Regions from separate parts of the Mus musculus genome. Here region 1 is linked to region 2. The links are chromatin contacts, called in public HiCAR-type maps. All regions are on one chromosome and are shown on one strand. The core of a region is the stretch at or near the end of the contact, and the rest is flanking DNA. Distances in the headings are between cores, read along the strand shown. Region 1 holds the start of Tmem200c (transmembrane protein 200C). Region 2 holds the start of Mtcl1 (microtubule crosslinking factor 1).

Region 1 (2,700 bases), core at 81-2,580, 2.4 Mb after region 2:
GCCTTTAGAAAAACCTTGTGGCTAGATCTGTGGGTACCAGAGTCATCCTGCTAAATTCTTGAACAGTAAGCAGCACCCACCACAGTCGCCATTACAAGACCCTTGCCTGGATGCCTAATTTTCGGGAGCCTTGATTTTATCTGCCTTTCTCTTCCTCTCTGCCTGAATCCTAGCCACGTCATTTTAATAACTAATTGAAACCTGTCTAACTTTCTTAACACTCAGTGGGGAAATTCCATTTGAAAATTCTTTTCCCTGTCATTTCTACTATGTGCTTGAGAGAGAATGAAAATATGAAGATAAAAAATAGGATTTCTCTCTCCCTCGTGTGTGTGTGTGTGTGTGTGTGTGTGTGTGTGTGTGTGTGTGTTCTTCTCTGCTTTTCAAATGACATAGAGAGTTTGAGTAACCTCCCTACCCCCATTTCTCCTCTTTGAAGCTAACCCTGATTGCCATTCCCTAAGAACGTGTTTCTTTTTGAAGGCTTGGGTTACCCCAGAGGGTAGAGGGAGGGAACTGTAGGGCCTGCCTAAGCATCTTTCAGCCCATTCTAACCTCAGAAGAGACTCAAAGGCCCATATTCCAGGGAGCCCTTGAGGTCCCTTAAGGCCAGTTACACAGCCCAGTTCTGCTCAAGTGTGATAGCATTTGACAGAGGTTTATGTGAGTCCGGTGGTGAGAGCACCTAGTTTGTGAGCCCGCTCCGCTCCGCTCCGGCCCGTCCTGGCTTGGTTCGTTGGGGGGGGGGGGGCACTTACTGTGTTCTTGGGGCATCCACGCTGCAAACTCTCAAGTGTAGGTGGGGTAGGGGGCGAGGCTGTGTGCACTGTAATAAGAAAAAGGGAGAGCAGAGAGGATGGGAGCCTGAGGGACCAGAGACCTGAAGAATAATCCCTGTCTTCAGGGACAGCATCACTCAGATCCTGATGGGGAACTCCCTGGGAGGGGCTGGCGTTTCTCTGGATCCTCTTGGGTTAGGTGCTCAGACAGGTAGTTGGGGAAAGAGAACCAAGCTGTCAGCTGAGGCTGAAGGCGTTTCAGCTGCGTTCAGAACCTTGCCTTACACGATCGCGCCCCGACCTGGTTCAAGCACGCGGTGCAGGTGTCGCCTCCCCTGGTGCCCCTCTTGGGAAGGGGGACAAGTCGCTGTCGAAGGGACGGACGGCAGGCTGGAGAGGAGGCGGGGGAGGGGCTGGGGGTAGAGGGGGCGGGGCGGGGGGCGGGTGCCCCCCTGAGAGCCAAGCCGGGCCGGGTACCTACTGCCATCCTGCCGCAATTTCCCTGTGTCATGGCTCCGGTCTCTTAGCAACAGCCGCCAGTCCGGCCGCCCGGAGCAGCCGCCGCGGGCTCAACTCCACCCGGCGGAGCCCGGCGCGCCGCAGCCACACAAAAGAGGCGCAGGGCTGGAGAGCGCGCGGCCGCAGGGTCGGCAGTGTGCGCAGCGGGAGGGGACCGTGGCAACAGGGAAGGCGCGCCCGAGGGAAGAAGGGCTCCAGGCGGCGCGCGGGATGCGGAGGACCTGACACTTCTTGGAAACTCTTGGAAATGGCTTCCGCCACCGCGCCTGAGGGGACTGCGAGCCCCTGGCGCAGGTTCGTCCCCACCGGGCTGTCCAGCCGCTCTCGCTCCCGGGGCTCCGGGGCGCTGTCCCTGCGCTCCGCCGTCGGCTCGGGCTGAAAAGTTTCTCCATGGTTCTTTGTGTCTCCCGAGCTGCCCCGGTCTCCCTGGGTAAGTGAGCGATTATTGTTTGCTTAGAGTGCCTCCATTTTGAGCATTTCTGTCAATCCCCGGCCTCCGAGCGCCCTTCACTAGCCCTCCTGTCCCCGAGCCCAGGCCCCTTGGCCGGTGTTCTGAGTCAGGTGTTCTCCTGGGCGTGCTACCAGGACTGCGCTGCCCAGAAAAGGCGAGTTGGGGATTGCCTTCACTTCACTTGAGGCGGACTCGTAGCTGCTGCACTCATGTGACTAGACCAAAGCAAGGGCAAGAGACTCGCGGCCCTGAGGGCCAGGGGCCGGGGGTCGAGGACCTGGGTTGGGTGCAGGGCACAGCATCGCTCACAATCTGGGGCCCTAAGTCTTTGATGCTGGGTTCTATCCATCATGAGCAGAGAACTTGATTCTCTCTCTTGGAAGCAGTTGTATTTTTAGACATCCCTCATTTGATTTCCCCATCCTCCATTCCTTAACCAAGGCAGGACTCGCGCCAGGCAGCCAGTTGCAAAGGCAGACAGATCCACTGCTAAGTTTGTTTTCCTTCCTTTGGTCTAAGGAAAGCTTGGGGGGGGGGGGCTTTTCTGTGTCACCTGACCTCTGTCAGTATTCTGTGTCAGATCGTGATATGCTGAAAAGGAGTTCGTCTTTCAAGAGAGCTGGAAGAATAATAAACTAGGGAATAATTAGAAGCTATTAAACTAATTTTAAACATCTTCTGTAAACCTTGTTAAAATCTATTCCAACTTTTCTTATATTCTGCTGGATGTAAAGCTGGCTTGCAGAAGAGGAATGCAGAAAGGTGCCTCTTTCATGACATCCAGCTCCCGGGGGGCATCTCTCTTCAGAGAGCCACCCTGGCTGCTGAAGCTGGCTTTGTTTCTAAAATGCCTAGACCTTAAAGTCTCTTGAAGCCAATCTAGACTTCAAGACTATTAAAGACCTGGAGCCTACAGTTCAACTAAAGCAGCAAATTTTATGTTGCGACATA
Region 2 (2,700 bases), core at 49-2,548:
CGCTCGGCCCCCAACATCCTCCTGAGAACCGGGTCCCGGGGACCCTGTGGAGGCCCCGCCTGGGCTGCTTCGGCCCCCGAGACAGGCACTGGCGACAGGGGGCGCCGCGAGCAGGATAGGGGGCTCGGGGCTGCCCGGCGGCGGCCCGCGGGATCCGGAGCTCGGAGTGGGTGCTCCGCGTATGGGTTCCCGGTCACTGGAGCCGGTGCCCGACTCAGCGTCGCTGCTGGCGGCGGGGAGTAGGCGCTGCTCATCAGACAAGGGTTCGGAGGCGCAGTCGGAGAGATCCGAGCTGCTGTCCGTGTGGTTGATACGACAGCCAGCCACCGAGGTCACAGAGAGGGTCACGGCGGGGACCCGGGAGGCGCGAGCCGGGGGCACGACGGCGCGAGCTGGAGGCGTCCCGGGGCCGCGCTTGGTTTTGCGACCCTTCGCGACGGCAGGCGGTGGCTCGGCCCCAGTCGGCCTCCCAACCCGGGACAGTGGCTCCGCCGGCCCCGCGCGCGCCGCCCTCCTGGTCCCCGGGACGGCCTTAGCGCCGCCCGCCGACCTGGCTCCGGCGCCCGGCGGCGGCTTGTCCTTCGCGCCGGGGACTACACCGCTGCGTCGGGAGAGGCGACCGGGCGCGGCCGGGGGCCCGGGCGACGGCGGCGCCTTCCCGGCAAGGCTAGGCGAGCGAGGAGCCGCGGGAGTCGGGGCACGGCCCGCAGAGGGGGTGGCCGTGGCGGGCCGCGTGTGCAGGTCCTTGAGGAAGGGTCTGGCGGGCGAGGGTGCGCGGTGCAGCCGCCTCCTCTCGGCCAGCGGGTGCAGGTGGTGGTGGCGGTGATGCTGGCCGGCTGGCTGCGGCTTGGTGTCCGGGGCGCCGCCGCCCGCGGGGCCGTTCAGCGTCTCCATGGCCCGGGCGGCGGCTGCGATCCGCAGCTCAGGCGGCAGATGCTCCGGGCGGCGGCGGCGGCGTGCAGCCTCCCCGCGCGCCCGGTCATCACTGACCCCCTGCCCCGCCCGGCGTGCACCCTGCGCTCCCGCCGTCCCCTCCCCCGCACTCAGCCGACCCGGGGGAGTGTGTCCCCTCGCTCAGGTCAACGGCGCTCGGATCCTCCTGGCACAGCCGCCACGGCCGCTCGCATCCCCTGCACCGTGCGTTCAGAGAGCTGAAGTGGCCGCCACCGCGGCCTCGCACAAAAACACTTGTCTGGCGACGCGCGCCCGGCTCCCGAGTTCCGCTCCCCGCCCACTGCCAGTCCGCGGGGGATCGGCAGCCACGGCTTCTGCTCGGCTGCTCCGGCGGAGAGAAGCTGCTGCACGCGCGTCCCCCTCCGTCCCCAGCCCGACGCGCACGCCCCGCCTCCTGCTAGCGGGACGGGGAGGGGGCGGGGCGGGCAGGAGGCGGGGCTGCAGCTCGGGGGACGCGGGAGACGCAGAGCCCGAGTGCCCACGCGTCCACGCAGCAGAGGACCACTCTTTGCCTTTGGATGTACTGGGGCTACCACCCTGAGCCGGCTAGGAAGGGAAGAAGCTGGGGTGAAGGGAGGGAAGAGGGCGGGCATCGGCCACTTGGGGACACTTCAGGTGCAGGCGGGGTAGAGGGCCCCTCTGCGGTGGGTGCCAGCCTTCTCTCTGTTCCACCCAGCCCCCTCTATCTGACTCCTGCCTCCCCTCTTCGCTTCGCTGCCCACCGCTCTCCCCAGAGCTTCTTTAAGGATTCCTGGTACCGGATGCAGCGTCAGGACCGACACAGCGCTCCACAGTTGGCACCCCCAGTGGCCTGGGCAGCTCTGAAAGGGAGGAGCCGCTGTAGAAATCGGAGAAGCAGCTCGTCAAGCCGGGGTCTGAAAGGGAGCTCACATTTATAGTTCCGGCGACCTTGCTCCAGGCACTGCTTCTACTCGCATGATGACAGTCCCGAATTCGAAATCCTGTTTTCAGAAGGAGACATGGGCACGAGGAAGTGAAGTGGCTTGTTTGAACTCCGGGGCTGAGCGGGGATTCAAACCTAGGTCTACCGGAGTCTCAGCAGTACACGTTTGCCTTAGAGCACCAAGGAGCCTGAGGGTTCCGCTCCGTGGGCAAGGTACTTGACCTTTTGGGTCTCCGATTCCCGCCTCACCTGTAGAATCAGAGAAAACCGAATGTAGATGTATTCTGATTAACTGAGCAAAGAGAAGGACTCACCCGTCCACTGTAAAGTGCTTTTGACAGATGTTCCGTGTGGTTTATATCCCAGGCTTTGGATGTTGGGCAATAAGCGCCCCGAGGACAAGTCTAAGTTGTCCTCTATCTAGATTCGGGATTTGGGGAGCAGGGATGAACAAGAAGAAGACGCCAGCGGGGAAATCCTGTGTGTTTCCTGAAAGATGCTGGTCTTGAAGTTCACAGCACAGTTAAGTGGGACAGGGCTTAGACCTAAAGCTGTGGAGTGGAAAGTGAAGGATTCTGGTTGATCTTATTTGCTGAGAAAGATCCCAGAGCCGCAGGGTGGGGCAGAGGGCATGGTGTGGGTGACTGCATCCCGAAGCACGAGGAGAGTACAGACTTGAAATGTTAAAGGAAAATTGTACTCAAAGTCCGTGGTCTTAACGACAGAATGGCCTTCCGTAGCCCGAACCGTCAGAAGCTGCAGGAAATGGCTTTTTTTTTTTTTTTTTTTTTTTTGATTATAAACCAGAAGATAGAATGTCTTGTTGGGGCTTGAGCTCAGAT

Evidence for each region. HiCAR-type assays count read pairs that join an accessible place to other places.
Region 1: a HiCAR-type map of astrocytes shows a contact between it and region 2, with 7 times the contacts expected there. The contact joins the promoter of Tmem200c here to the promoter of Mtcl1 in region 2. A contact is called at or near these places in 1 of 39 promoter capture datasets (liver) and 1 of 115 datasets of contacts at active chromatin or transcription factors (astrocytes).

The regions. Positions count from the first base shown.
Region 1 is chr17:68,835,806-68,838,505 of GRCm38.p6, forward strand. It overlaps Tmem200c (transmembrane protein 200C), which reads left to right and starts at 1,331. Exons shown (of 2, transcript NM_001206661.1): 1 at 1,331-1,728.
Region 2 is chr17:66,448,452-66,451,151 of GRCm38.p6, forward strand. Mtcl1 (microtubule crosslinking factor 1) reads right to left here and starts at 1,299. Exons shown (of 14, transcript NM_172963.4): 1 at 1-1,299. The coding sequence starts at 894.